Regions from separate parts of the Sus scrofa genome. Here region 2 is linked to region 1. The links are chromatin contacts, called in public Hi-C maps. All regions are on one chromosome and are shown on one strand. Each heading gives the region's core, a stretch centred on a gene start, on an enhancer-like site or on the middle of the called end of the contact. The rest is flanking DNA. Distances are from core to core; before and after follow the strand shown.

Region 1 (7,099 bases), core at 2,516-5,015:
AGTAGATAAGTGGTAATACAGCTGGAATTTGACCCAGGCCACTCCTTTTAATGCCACGCTCTCCTGCCACCCCTACCCACCCCCACCCGAGACAGGTACCCTCAAGTGCCAGATTTCTTGTCTCTTGCCCCCAGATGGGCCTGAAGACACCCCCATCCCATGTGACCTTTCTTCTCTTCCTTTAAAAGGCTTTCTGTTGAATCACATAACACTGTTGAATCATATATACATAAATAGATATACCAACACGGCATCCAATTTACCAGGCTCCCTGTTTGGAGGGGAGGGGAGGAGGATACTAAGGGCCCAGATGTTCTGGCTGAAAAACAACCCTAAGAGCACGTCCTCCCTATGGATCGTGGGCCAGGGCAGCCGTTTCCATGGGCTGGATGTCTGATTAATTACATACTCCTCTCAAAAGAGCTTTGGACTTGAAGTGTATGGTTCTGTGCTTCTCCACCCACTATTTGGAGATAGGACCTTTCTGATTTGATCCTGGTTCTATTATCAACATCTTGGCTGATTCATTTTTTTATTCAACAAATATTTATCACGCTACTATGTAAAAAGCAATGAGCCAGGCATAGAGATTAAATGGTAAAACCCACAGATATGGAACGTTTAGTGAGAAACAGACATGAAAGGAGAACAAGTGTATAAAAATACAAAATATGGGTGCTGTAGGGAGTTCCCATCGTGGCGCAGTGGTTAAAAAATCTGACTGGGAACCGTGAGGTTGCAGGTCCAATCCCTGGCCTTGCTCAGTGGGTTAAGGATCCAGCGTTGCCGTGAGCTGTGGGGTAGGTCGCAGACGTGGCTTGGATCCCTCGTTGCTGTGGCTGTGGCGTAGGCCAGTGGCTACAGCTCTGATTAGACCCCTAGCCTGGGAATCTCCATCTGCCATGAGAGCGGCCCTAGAAAAGGCAAAAAGAAAAAAAAAAAAAAGGTGTTATAGGGGAATGGACTAAGGTGCCATGAAACACCAGGACCGGCGTACCATTGATAAGGGAGTCAGGGAAGGTTTCTCGGAGGAGGTGATATGTAAGCCCAGACTTGAAGTACAAGTAAGAACCAACCAGGCAAACTCTGAAGGAGTAGGTCAGCCTAGGTTCCAGGCAGGGAGAACAGCATGTGCAAAGGCCCTGCGGAGCTGAGTGAGATCCATGAGCTCAAAGCCCAGTGTGGCTAGAGTCAAGGAGGCAGGAGGGTTGGGGTGCAGAGGTGAGGAGTAAGGTCAGGAGTAAGGGCCCAGACCTCAAGGCCCCTCCGTCAGCCAGCATCTGGTCCTTGGAGTCATAAAGACAGACCCACTTCATGGCTTCCTAGTTAGGAGTCCTTCAAGTCTAGACTTCACGAGCCTCCTGAGGGAGCAGGATTGCTGCTGATGCATTCCTGTCTTCCCAGACCCAGTGGATGCCTGATAAACACATCCGTGGAGTGACTGAAGGAATGCAGGGCTCTGGGCCCTCCAACTCTGGCAAGGTCCTCAATCTCCCTGGACTTCAGATAAGATGAAGGCACTGCCCCAAATGCCTTTTATCCCTCCCTTCCCCCATCTACTGACCCCGACTGTCAGGCCCCATCCAAGCCTGTTAAGAAATCCAAAGTCCACCCTCTAGCCAGGCTGATCCTGGCTGCAAACAAGCTTGTTTTTCATTCCCTGCTGCCCTTGGAAAAACAAGCTGGCTGGGGGGCCGTAGGGGCGAGAGGGCGGACCTTCGCTCCTACTACCCCACTGCCCCACCCCAGGCAGCTGGCTGGCCTGGAAGAGCTCCTTCTGGGCTGGGCAGGTCTAGGCAGGCACCTGAGCGAAGGTACTCCCTCTCTCGCTAAGCAAGAAAAGCCCCCAGTGGGTCCTGCCAGGGCAGTGCCCATCCTCCTTTGCCAGAAACACACCTGCTGCTCACTGGGCGCCTGCTCTCCTCCACGGGCTCTGAACACTGTCAAGAGTGTAAAGAGGTTTGGATTCCAACCTCGGTTTCCTCATCTGTAAAATGGGGCTTGGGTCCCCTAGAGCAGTCCGGGTGGAGGCAAAGAAATGGTGCTCCGAGCACCAAGCCCATGCCAAGCACCTCACTGGCATTAATCTGCCAGAGCAGTCCTGGGAGAGCTCTGAGCTCTTACCTTGGGTTTCACAAATGAGGAAACTGAAGCTTAGAGCCGGAGGACCATGTCCTAACATCAGAATCATTAAGTGGCAGAGTCGAGACTGACACTTAGGTCTGTCTGGCTCCAGAGCCTGCTCACCTTCCACCATGCCTTACTGTCCCAGTGGTAAGGATGTAGCAGTAACTACATTTAGAGCCGCCTACCCCCGTGCTGTGCCAAGTGCTTTGGCTGCATTAAGTCATGTATGATGTTTTGTAAAGGTGAAAGGCCATTCTTTTTTTTTTTTTTTTTGTCTTTTGTCTTTTTAGGGCTGCACCTGTGGCATATGGCGGTTCCCAGGCTAGGGGTCCAATCAGAGCTGCAGCTGTCGGCCTACACCACAGCTCACAGCAACACCAGATCCTTAATCCACTGAACAAAGAGGTGGGCTCCAGCCCCCCCTCACACCCCCCCATACCAGTGCCCAAGCCCCCATAACTTGGGATATTTCAGGTCTAGTCCACTAGTCCCCCACAATGGCCCTCCCACCAGCCAAAGATAACCCTCCCTGGAAGAGTTCAGGGACCCACGAAGCGCTCTTCAGAGAGCACTGCAAGTCCTCCTTCCATGCACCTGCCCCCGGGTGGGACAGTGCTTTTGTTCAATCCAATTCTGCAACAAGGCCCTGAGCAGAGACGGACTGCCCTGGAACCAGACACACCCAGGACATCACCTGAACTGGAATGGACCTCCCCCCCACATCTGGTCTCCACAATGTTCAGACACAGTGACCCTAATGCGGACACTGGATCAGATCTATTGAAGGCCCTCTATGGCTGGCCTTTAACCCACCACCTCCAGGGCCTGTGCCGGTTTCCTTCCTGAGGGCACCGCCCAAGCTTTCTACATCTGCCCTTGGAATTTTTTTTTTTTTTTTTTTTTTTGGCCAAGCCCACAGCGAGTGGAAGTTCCTGGACTAGGGGGATCCCCTGCCACAGCAGTAATACGAGCCACAGTGGTGATAACGCCAGCTCCTTAACCCGCTGCACCACAAGAGAACACCTGTCCCTGGGAATTTTGACGCATGCCCCCACCCCTGCCCCCAGCCCACCCTTTTTTAGAGTTTGTTCTCTGTACCTGGGACCAGGCACAGAGTAAGGACCCAATAAATAGCTTCTCGTCTAATGAAACTGGGGCCAGGGAGCGAGAGGAATCTGGATAAGGTCATTCTGGGCGGAGGTGACTGAGCCTTCCACCCCTCCCGCCAGTTCCGAATCCGCCAGGCACCCCGCACACCAGATCTGAGACGTCAACCGGAAGACGAGCGTGCGGAGCTGTAAACACAGCCCGCAACACCCCACCCCCGAGCGCTCTTCAACCCCGCCCCCGCCATCCACGTGACGTGCCCCCGCCCGCCCCCGCCGCTGCCTCATTGGGCGGCCAGCTTTGTTTACCTTATATGGCCAGGTCCTAACACCGCGCGACCGCCCATTGGCTAAGGTGCGGCCTCACTCACTTGACGTCACTCAGGACTGAAGATGCAAATAAACCGAGGCATTCTGGGAATTGGAGTTCAGGGCCATCCCGGAACTGGCTCCGCGCGGTCCTGGCGCCCGCAGTCTGAAAGCCGAGATTTCCGGCAAAGCGCACGAGATTTTGCGTGGGAAAGTGGGAACCTTGAGCGGAGAGTACCCCTAGGCCGCCCTCCCTTCCTCAGCCGTACATCGAGCCTACTGTGAGCCTGGTTGAGCGCCAGGCCGGGGAGGGACCCGCGTCGCGAGTGGGCGAGGCGAGCTTGGACTCTGTGCTGGGGAGACTCGGAAGGCTTTCTGGAGGCTGTGACTTTAGGCAGAACTCTGAAGGGCAGATTCATTCAGTCACTGAACGGGTATTTATATAAGCGCCCACTGTGTGCCAGGCCTTCTGGGTCTTACGGCCCTAGTGCTGCCGATTTGTACCAAAATCCCAACTTCTCCCCCCACCCCACTGCCCAATAGTGCGCCCGCTCGACACAGAGGGCTGCCAACCACCCTGGGGGTCGGGATCCTCGGGTCCTAGCCAATATCCTGCGACCCGCGTTTGCGCCCATGCAGTCTGGAGTCCTCGCCTCCGGACCCCTCCTCAGTGTCGGGGATGGGGCGCGGGGCCCCCAGAGCTGCGTGCTCGTCCTGGTCCTGTACGCAAAAGGCGCCCAATGTTCAGACACACCCTCGGGCCGGCCCGGCCTGCAGCTCCCGTCCGGGCGAGGCGGAAGCGGCGCGGGACTACATCTCCCAGCATGCCCCCCGCGGCCCGGAGTGAGGCGAGGCTCGGTGAGTCAGAGCCGCACAGTAAATATTTGTATTAGCCGGAGCCGGCTCGCTAATGGTGGACGCGTGAGGCGGAGGAGCGCGCGGCGGCTGGAGGCCGGAGCGGGCAGGCGGCGGCGGCGGCGGCGCCATGTCCGTGAACATGGACGAGCTCAAGCACCAGGTCATGATCAACCAGTTCGTGCTGACGGCGGGCTGCGCAGCCGACCAGGCGAAGCAGCTGCTGCAGGCGGCCCACTGGCAGTTTGAGGTGCGCGGCCGGGCCGGGGCGCGGGTGTCCGTCCCCCGTGGCGGCGCGTGCTGCGGGGTGTGTGCGGGCCGGTGTGGACACGTGCGGCTGTGCCGGGGCCGGGCCCGCGCACTCGGCCCGGTGTTCCGGCGGTCGCGCGCCCCGGCGTCCGGGCCCCAGCGCGCACACGCGGCGTGTGGGTCAGGCCCGGCTGCGCGGCCGTGTCTACGCGGCCCCCGGAAACGCAGCCCGCTCCGGGTGGGCGGGAGGGGCAGCCTGGCTCCTAATCCCCGCCCCCCCATTCCCCGGCGGCCGGGTTACGGGGATCCCCCCGCCCCGCGTTTTGTTCTGGTAATGGCCAAGGCGAGGCGGCGCCGAGGCCCCGACGGACAGTTGGGCGGGCGGCAGGAAGAAGGACGCCCCAGCACTGGCCTGAGCCGGGCCCTCGCCGCCCCCACCTTGGATATGGGAGCCCCGAGCCCGCGGGCGCAGCTGCCCGCCGTGTGTGGGTCTGACGGTCTGTGTGTTGGATGGGCAGCCCGGTGCCGCGTGTCCACGTACATGTGCATTTGTATTTACGCACGCGCCACGCTACGTGTGGGCACGTGTAAACACGCAGTCCACCCGGGGCACGGGTGCGGGTGGGGGGGGAGGGTGTGTTCCGTGTACACACTGGTCGCCGTTTTGCAAACGGTGCTTACGCATGTGCACACGAGTGTACAGGTGGTGTGTCGGAGCGCACACTACAGCTACGGGACGGCATTTGTGTGCCCTGCTTCAGAGGCTTGTCCAGGTTCCCTTCTCTGTGCTGGCTAGTGACTCTACCATGGCATCGTGTACACGGTTCAGTAGTTTTCAGCCAGCTGGGCAGGAGGTGGGGCTGCCCCAGCTTGGCCCCCACCTCCCCAGGCCTCTTGGACCCACAGAACACTAGTGCCCAGGGCTTGTGTTGCCAGGAGGCCACCTGGCCTTCCCTAAGTCAGCCGGCCCAGAAATAACTCAGGACGGTATCTAGGGATGAGGCCAGAGCCCCTTGAGCTCCGCCCCTCACAGGTGTAAGGTCAAAGCCCCAGCCACCCTGTAGAGTCTTGTGCCCAGTCCAGGCTTAGGAGCCCAGGCTCTAGATGGGGACCCAGCTCAGAGAAGGTATTTGGGCGGGAGGAGGGACAGGAAGCCAGAGGACTCTGGAGTTCAGCTTTCTGGGCCCGGGATGGGGATCAGGATTCTAGCCTGAAGGTTGGGACACTCTGTGGAGTTAGCGGCCTGTCCACCCAGAGGAGTCTTGCTCACTTTCCTACCAGAGAGCTCAGGGGGACGGCTGACCCCTGCATGGTCCTCTCATCCCAAGATGGAAGGCTGCCCTATCTCTGCACACGTCCCAGCCTCTGGCCTGAGTTTCCTCCGCTGTGTCTGGGGCGGTGTGAGTTGACCTCTAAGGAGTGAAAGGCCAGTACCCCCTACCCCCAACCCTAGCAGCCCCACCCTGCAGGAAGCTCCCTAATCAGCCCATTTGTCTCAAGAGCTGGATGTGGCAAAACTTGCAAAACCACATTCATGGCAGTTTGCTTGAGTCCCACATCTGCATACATGGCTCCCCCCCTTCCTGGGGCTGGGCAGGCGGGTGTCCAGTGGGAAGTGGCCCTACCTGTCTCTCTCAATTTAAGCCCACAGAGCCTGGCACCAGCCCAGGTTGCTGTCACTTGGTCACAGGAATTGAAAATGTAGCTTTGAAGATGGAGATACCTGGCGGGGGAAAGCTGATCTTAGGAGGGGCGGGAGCAGCCTGCGGACTCTGGCATCCCCCAGGAGAGGAGCGCTGCACCCTGGGCGCTGTTTCACAGCATGTAAAAGGGAGATGCGGGGGGAGGGGGGAGGCTCACCTGTGGTGAAAATGGGGTGTGAAGTCCAGTCCTAGGTCTTCTGGGAGTGAGTGGGTAACTCCCCTCTGTGCCTTCCACCCTTGGCTGGCCCAGCTGGATGCCCTGTTTTTGGGTCACATTCTCTGTGATTCAGGTGTTAATGGGGACGGAAGGCTGCTGGGGGCAGGGGAACCTGAGTGCTTTCAACTCTGGAGGGGCTTTAGGAAGGCAGGACAAGGGCAGCCATTTCTCCTGGAATCCTCACACACAACTACTACTGCCTTTGGAGCTGCTGTTGGAGGAGGAATGGTGTGTTCCTTGGGGCTTCTGCGGGGAGAGGGGGTGTCTCAAGGAGGTGCTTAGAGCCCAGGGCCCTCCCCCCAGCTCCCACCCCCGTGTTTGGGGATACTGGGGTAGGGCATCTCCAGCAGGAAATTCCCAAAGTCATCAGAATCTCCTTCAATAATCAAGCTCCTGGGGTAAGCCCCGAGAACTAGGCTGGGTTTCTGGGTGTGTTGGGAGTCGGGGAGGGGGTTAGACAGGGCTGGGGGCGTGTCCGAGGGGGCAGCCATGGAGGGCAGAGCTGCCCACAGACCCTTCACACACTGGACGGG
Region 2 (7,099 bases), core at 1,477-3,976, 59 kb before region 1:
CGGGCGGCGGCCCCACCTCCAGGCCGTGGTCGCGCGAGTGCACCGCGCTGATCTCCACGGCGTGCAGCTGCTCCAGCGTCAGCTGCCGCGCGTACAGGTGCGCCACGACGCGGTGCGGGCCCTCGGTCAGGTGTGAGCTTAAGTAGTCTGCCTCCGTGAGGCGCAGGCAGCCCAGGCCCAGGCCCAGCACCCGGTTCAGTCCGTCCTCCAATGACCAGAAGCGCCGGTCCACGAAGCCCCCGGGAAAGCCCAGCAGCCCGTCGAAACGCATCTGCATCTGCAAGGGAGCGTCAGGGTCACGGGCGCGAGTCCGAGTGGCGCCCGGTCCCCGCCCGCCTGCCCGCGTCCTCACCAGCACCGAGAAGCGCATAGGGATGCGGCCGAAGAGCTGCCCGGGGTTTGCAGCGTACAGCATGGCGTGGCACGAATGGCTCCAGCCCGGCCCAAGACGCATCGCCTCCACCCGGCTGATCTGCTTCAGCTCCGGGACTGCCACGGTCGACATCTTGGCACTACCCACCGCCGCCCAGACACCGCCCCTTAAGTGCATGCGCGGGCCCGCCCCGCCGCACCCAACCAATCCGCGGGAAGCCGCGCCCCTGGGCCCCGCTCCTCCGCCAATCGCTGACCCGCGCCGGGGCCGAGCCCATCGCGACGCTCAGAGGCGTCGTTGCGAAGCGGGAGGGGCGTGCGCAAAGGGGAAGGCGGTTCGCGCCCAGCTGTCACCCAACAGCCGCGCACCCCGAACCGGCACCGCCCACGATCCTAGAAAACCACAAGGCCCAAGATGCAACGCGACAACCGAGCCCGCACGAGCCGAGCGCAGATTCGGATTCGGGTTCCCAGACGCGCGGCGCCTGCGGGGTTGGGGCGCTACCTGCAGGCGGTGCAGCCTGTGGAGTCTGGACTCAAACTGCGCGTCTAGAAGAGGGCAGGGAAAGCCCTAGCAATTATACTGCCCTCCGCCTTCCCCCGCGCCTCTTCGGGAGCACAGCCGCGCCGGCTTCCCACCGTCAGCTCCAGGCCGGGTTGGCGCCTGTCCCTGGGCGTGCGGGCGCCCCCTGCCTGCCCCAGGGGGCTCAGCCGAGCCTTGCGGCCAGGAGGCACAATGCCAGCCCATGGTTCTGCTGCCGGTTAAACACAGCCTGGCAGAGTCCAGCTACCCCCCGAGTCCAGCCCAGCCCTGAACTGGGGGTGGGCGGTGAGGAACTCGGGGACTTCCTGAATCCAGCCTGCTGGGGCAGAAGTGATTTAGATTCCGGGCAGGGAGCTTCCCAGCGCAGCGCCCAAATACCCGTGTCAGGGGCCATATAGGCCAGGTACTCCCCCCTTTAGGAACCTGGGGCTCAGATGAACGGGACTTGCCTGAGGGCACCCAGCAGTTTGTGAGAGCCAGGATCCTACCCTCGAATTCCACCTCTCCTACCCAGTGTCCGCGCAGAAAACCGTGCAGCTTCTGGGGACGAGGGCCTGAGTCACTTACCAGCGTCTGTACCGGAGAAGGCAGGCACTACGGCTCCGGAGCATCAGAAACAGCAGCTGCGGCAGAGCAGCAGGCTCCCCCGGGTTCTGTGGTGCTACTCACTCCATCAGGTAGCCCAAGCTCCATTTTCCCCCCGCGTGGTCCTCTGCCAGGGTTGGGGCTGCCGCAGCAGGGAGGCAGCCGCAGCTGGCAGTGGGAGGCCAGACTCTAGGGAGACTAAAGGTGTTTGAAGGGAAGGACCCAGGCATTAATAAATAAAGGTGTTTGAAGGCTCGCCTCAGGCATTAATAAAGGAGGTGGGCCCGTGGTGGGAGACCCAGTGCAGCCAATGCAAAAACCTGTGTGACTGAAAGGCCTTTTCCACACCGAGACCGTGGCAGACCGGGGACCCCCGAGGTTGGCAGGCCTTCCCTGGGGCAGGGCCAGGCCAGCTAGGAAGGCTGGCTCCACCCTTGAGTGCCTGAGTCAGAGGGCACTGCTGGCTGGCCGTGGTTCGGGCAGTGCTGCAGTGGGCGTGCTGGGGCACCAGCCTCTCCCCATGCAGAGGCTGCTTGCTGGTCAGGGGAGCTCAGGCTGAGCAGAGGGCCCCAGCTGGGCTCCAGCGTCCTGGCAGCCAAACCTGCCCTCCAATCCATTTCCCCCGAGGACAGCTGGAGAAAGTCGCTCCCTTGCTTAGCAGCCTCCAATTGCTCCTAGGGCAAAACTGGGCCCCCACAAAGTGTCTGCACCCCACACCCCAGCTCTGACACTTCAGCCACTCCGTGGACACAGTAGACCCACTCCTGCCTTTGCACTTGCTGAGCCAGCTGCCTGGGGTGCTCTTCCAGGCCCAGCTCCTTGGCATCCTTTAGGGCTCAGCTGAAACGTATCACAGAAGCCCTCCCCAAACACAGGCTAAATCAGCACCACCTCGTTAGCCACCGACCCCCTTCCTAACTGTAATCACATGTGGTTAGACCTGAATCACTTGCGTAGCATCTCACTGACTAGAACGCAGGCTCCCAGGGGCCTGGCGCCTTCTGCTTTCTGCTGGCACAGCAGGCACTCAGTTCACGGCGGCAAGAGGAACTAGCGACGGCTACGGCCAAAGCAATTGCATAGCTGGAGGCCTGGGCTCTTCCACCTGCTCAGGAAACAGAGCCAAGTCCCAAGGGTCCCTCCCCTTTGCTCCAACCCGACAATCAGCATAATGCCGACCCCAAGAATAACAAGCAGCAGCACTCACGCCCTCCCGGAAGTCCTATGTCACATCACACATGAGGGAACAGTGGCTGCAGCCACAAGCAGGCACTTGCGCTGCTCTGAGTGTGTCAGAGCTGCCACTCAGCTGTCCTGCCTCCCGAGAAACAACCCAGTCCTGTGGAGCTGTGCATGGAGGGAAAAGCGAATAGGATATTGCTGCATGATTTTATTACTATAAATATACAGTAAAAACGAACAAAAACTAGCCAATCAGAGTACATCAAATGGTAGCACGTGTTAAGTCCAAGACAGGCCAGTCTGCACCCCGCCCTTCAGTTACTGGCCCCAAAACCAATGGTGAGAGGCGGGGGGTGTTGGCCAGTGAGAGGAGAGGGGTGAGGAGAGGGAGACGGTCATGTGCGTGTGTGGCATCTGTGCACCCACGAGCACACGGCGGGCAGGACGGGAGGCAGGGCGCCTGCAGTGTGGCCTCTGTTCATAGGCTCAACTGGAGAGAGAAGGAGGCGCCCATTCCGAGCACCCCACTCATCAGAGCCTCAGGCTGTGTGGTCGGCTGCCCAGCACCATCCTTCCCACCTGCTAGGAAAGCGCTGGCACGGGGAGTGCAGACCCGCCGCCGCCAGGCTAAGGTCCCACTGGGGCAGCTCTCATCCAGAGGCACCAGGGCCAAGCACGCTGTCTGCCTTTCTGTTGCCCGCAAGTTTGTCTTTAAGAGAAGGCGAGGTCACCTCACATGGGGCCCTCGTCCCCAGGGACATCCCGCCACAGGAGCCCCAGACGGGAACAAATCAAAGCAAATTCTCAGTGCCATCTACGGCAGAGGGAGCAGAGAAGCCACCAGCGCCTTCCAGAGCAGGTGATGGCGTGCCGCTCGCCGAGCAGAGCCCCGGCCCAGAGGGTCTGGTGCCGTGGGCAAAGCTGCCGCTGGGAAGGGCTCTCAGGCACCACACCGCCCATGCCCAGACCCAAACCTGGCCGAGCCTCGCCAAGCTGTGCAGGGGGAGGGCAGGGGCAGTCTCCTTCCCGGCCTGAGACTCAGACCCCACCTCCTCTCCTTCCAGGGGCCCCGCGCGTCCCCGTGAAGGCAGCACCTCACCGCCCAGGAACTCCTCTTCTCCAGCGTGTCCCTCAGTTCCCGGGCATCGGCCGCCACGGCTCGGGGGCTGGGTGAGGCTGCACACGGGTGCCCGGCCCCGGGGCATTGGGAAGGACCCAGAGCTCAGCGCCCGGGACAGAAAGCCACTGTCCTTCATCTTGTACCATTTACAAATACATGGACTGTAGAAAAAGGGTCGTCAGAGGGGACAGTCAACTGTGCTCTTCGGTCAAGGGTCACACAGCTCCTCGCAGCCAGTGACCACGCAGAACTTGCAGACTGGAGAGGCCAGGGGTTGCGCTGGAGTCCACGGCCCTCGGCCAAGTCCGGGGAGCCAGGCCAGGCTCTCAGAGTGGGGTCAGCTCGGCGGCCCCAGGGTCAGGACTGGGGCCACCAAGTGGAGGCCGGGGGGGCCCGGTGGTGTGCAGGCTGCGGGGCGTCTCCATGGAGGTGGACCATCCTGCGGGCAGGGGGACAGGGAGGGGGGTCACGCTGGGCCGAACTGTCCTGACACCCCGCTCCCCTGACCCGCTGGGCTCGGGCTTCTCTCCGGCTGACCCTGTGTCCGTGGCTGGGCACCCAGAGGGCCCCGGGGGGCTGTCTGTCGCAGCAAAGAGCCGCAGCCCTGCATCAGAAGACAATGGGGTGCCTGGGGCAGCCACCCTGGGTCCCCCACCCGGCCCTCTCTGTGCTTCCCCGGCTCTTGGGGGCCGCTGTCCCGCAGTGCCTTCCCGCTGGGCTCGGCTGGGGCTCAGCTGACCCAGGTGGAGGGAACAGTGGGGTCTGAGTGCCCAGCAGGGCCCAGCGCAGCCCCAGCTGGCCTGGCTCAGGGGCCTCTGCTGTCCCCGCCCCCCAGCTGCTTCCAGGACCCTGCGAGGGGCTCAGGCCCCCGGAGTGCTTGTGCGACAGGAACAGCACAGCTCACAGGGCCCGCTGACCCGGGCTCTGGGGCGGCTTCAAATGGCGAACAAAGGAGCCCTCGCGGCCTGGGACAGACCCTCAGTGACTTGGGGAAGGGACTGCTTTCTTAGAGGCTGTGGCTGCACGTGGGAAGCCAGCTCTGCCAGGGGAACAGCGCCCTGGGCGGCTGCGTGTGACCCGCTTCCTACCTCCAGGATCTTTACTAAGTGACACCACCATGAGGCTGGGGCCACCTGCATGCATGTGTCAGGTCCTATTTCAACAGGGGGTCAGACCAGTCCGAGAAGCGTTGAAGGAAGACGGGAACGGACAGAGCGGGTCGCAGGGAGGGCAGACGCGGGCCTGGCTCGGGCAGCGGACAGGACACCGGAAACCTCCACCCCCAGGTCCTCCACCCCCCTGCGTCCCAGCAGGGCGGGGGTCCGCAGGCGCCTGCCTGTTGTGGGGGCACCCTGGGGATCTGCCTTCTGTACAGCCGCCCGGGGAGAAGGCGCCTCCTTGGAGGGGGCAAGACAATCTCACGGGGCCCCGCACCGGCCGCCCTCAGAGTGCGCCGGGAGGTTCCCCGGCGGGTGGGGGGACAAGTCGGACGTCAGCCGCGGCCTGCCCGGGCCACCGGGTCCAGACGGGAAGGCCTCCGGCTCGGGAAGCCAGAGGCAGGCCCCTGGACTCAGAAGCCCGGGCCCGGAGAAGACACAGATGTGGAAGACCCCAGACGGGCAGAAGCCCCCGGACGGGAAGGACCCCTGGCGGGGCAGGAGAGGAGGGCAACGGGGTCCTCTCTCGGGCTCCCCGCCAAGGCCGCGTGCAGAGCCCCCCGCCCCGCGTGCGAAGGCGTCACGTACCAGCTTACTCCTCTAAAGCACCGGAGCAGGAGCCGGGCCCCAGGGCTGCGCGGAGGAGGAGAGAGATGGAAGCTCGGTTAGCAAAGCGCTCGGAGGGAACAGTGCTCCCCGGGGCAGAGGCACCGCTGCAGGCGAGATGCCCGGGCGGGCGGAGCGGACAGCGTATGATGCAAACAGACGCCCACACAAGCCTGTGCTGACACAGCGGAGACTGACGCGCAGGCACTCGGCCCAGGGACCTCGCGGGGAAGGGGGCGGGGCCAGTTGGGGCGGAGCCCGGAAGCGCCCCACCCTCGGGGGCGGGGACAGCTGGCGTCCGACCGCGGCCTTTCCGCCCCCCTCCCTTTCCCATCCACTGGGGCCGGGGGCGCTCTCAGAGTCCCTAACTTCGCCGCCGCGCGGTGGGTAACAGGAGTGGAGCCCCGCGCGTGCTGCGTTCTTAAAAACACACGCCCAAGTGGGAGGGGTTCGGGGTCTGCACCAAGCAGAAGATCTGGGAGGAAGGAGGGCGCCGACGTGTGCGACTCACAGCGCTTTGCGTGCCCGCCACCCCTGTGCTCGCGGGGCGTGGACACAGCCTGCTCTGCTCCCGCATCCAGAGCCAGCCCCATCCAGGCCCCGCAGTGCGCAGAGCCGGCGGCCTAGCCCAGGAGCTACAAGGGGGCCCGGCCACCAGCCTTTGGCCGCGGTGGTCTCTCCTCTCTCCTCCACCGCCGTGTGGACATAAAGGCCATGAACACTCGCCTGTGCCAGAGAGCCAGAGGTCCTGTCTCACCGGGGGCCTCCCTGTGGGCCGTGGCCTGCCCTGCCCTGCAGACACCTGAACGTTCTGTGTGCCACTGGAGGGGCGACAAGTGAGGGGTGGCACCTCGGAGGCCAAAGGTGGTCACCCCAAGGGGGCCAGGGGCCGCCCTGCAGGTTCAGGACACACACTTGTGGCTCCAGGGCACCAAGGCCCTCTCCTGCCCCCCAGCCCCCAAGCAGGTCTTCACCATCATGAATTACCGAGTCCTCTGAAAGAACTCACTGGAACTTTGTTACTCTAAGCTCCTGACAAGCTTTCACACTTGGCCCCTTTGGCGAGTGAGCCAGTGTTGCCCCCTCCCTCACACCGTCTGCAGAGGCTGCTGCTTGCGCTGAGGCACACAGACAAGAGGCCCATTCAGACCAAAGCAGGTCCCAGCCCCACTCCCACCCGTCCCCGGGCCAGAGGACCAGGCCGTGGGGGCTCCCAGGCCAGGTGGGGCAAGGAGAAGAGACGTCCCGCCATGAGGCAGGACCAGGTCTGAGGGCCACGCAGCGGCTGCCTTGACGCCAGGGCCTCGGCTAGTGTCCCAGCAGCCCAGGCACTAGCCTGCGAGCCCCCAACTCCCATCCCCCGCCTTTGGAGCCCAGGACTCAAATCTGAGGATCCTGACACAGTGGAGCAGGGCCCAGAGGCCACGGAAGAGGTGAGAGGAAAAGCAAGACCCGGCCCCTGCCCCCAGGCCTCGCTGGTACCTGGTGCCCTGCCCGTGTCCCGTGCCCTGGCCCGGACCTGCTGCTTCACCC

Evidence for each region. A called contact is a pair of places that touch in the nucleus more often than the background predicts.
Region 2: a Hi-C map of liver shows a contact between it and region 1, with 3 times the contacts expected there. The contact joins the promoter of NUDT16L1 here to the promoter of UBALD1 in region 1. A contact is called at or near these places in 10 of 47 Hi-C or Micro-C datasets (embryonic fibroblasts, fetal liver, heart right ventricle and 3 more) and 2 of 2 datasets of contacts at active chromatin or transcription factors (alveolar macrophages and skeletal muscle).

Annotation. Positions count from the first base shown.
Region 1 is chr3:37,749,497-37,756,595 of Sscrofa11.1, forward strand. UBALD1 (UBA-like domain-containing protein 1) reads left to right here and starts at 3,766. Exons shown (of 3, transcript XM_021086690.1): 1 at 3,766-4,647. The coding sequence starts at 4,528.
Region 2 is chr3:37,691,927-37,699,025 of Sscrofa11.1, forward strand. It overlaps NUDT16L1 (protein syndesmos), which reads right to left and starts at 2,727. Exons shown (of 4, transcript XR_002342434.1): 1 at 353-2,727; 2 at 1-277. It overlaps MGRN1 (E3 ubiquitin-protein ligase MGRN1), which reads right to left. Exons shown (of 17, transcript XM_021086677.1): 16 at 5,549-5,593; 17 at 2,877-4,242. The coding sequence ends at 5,553.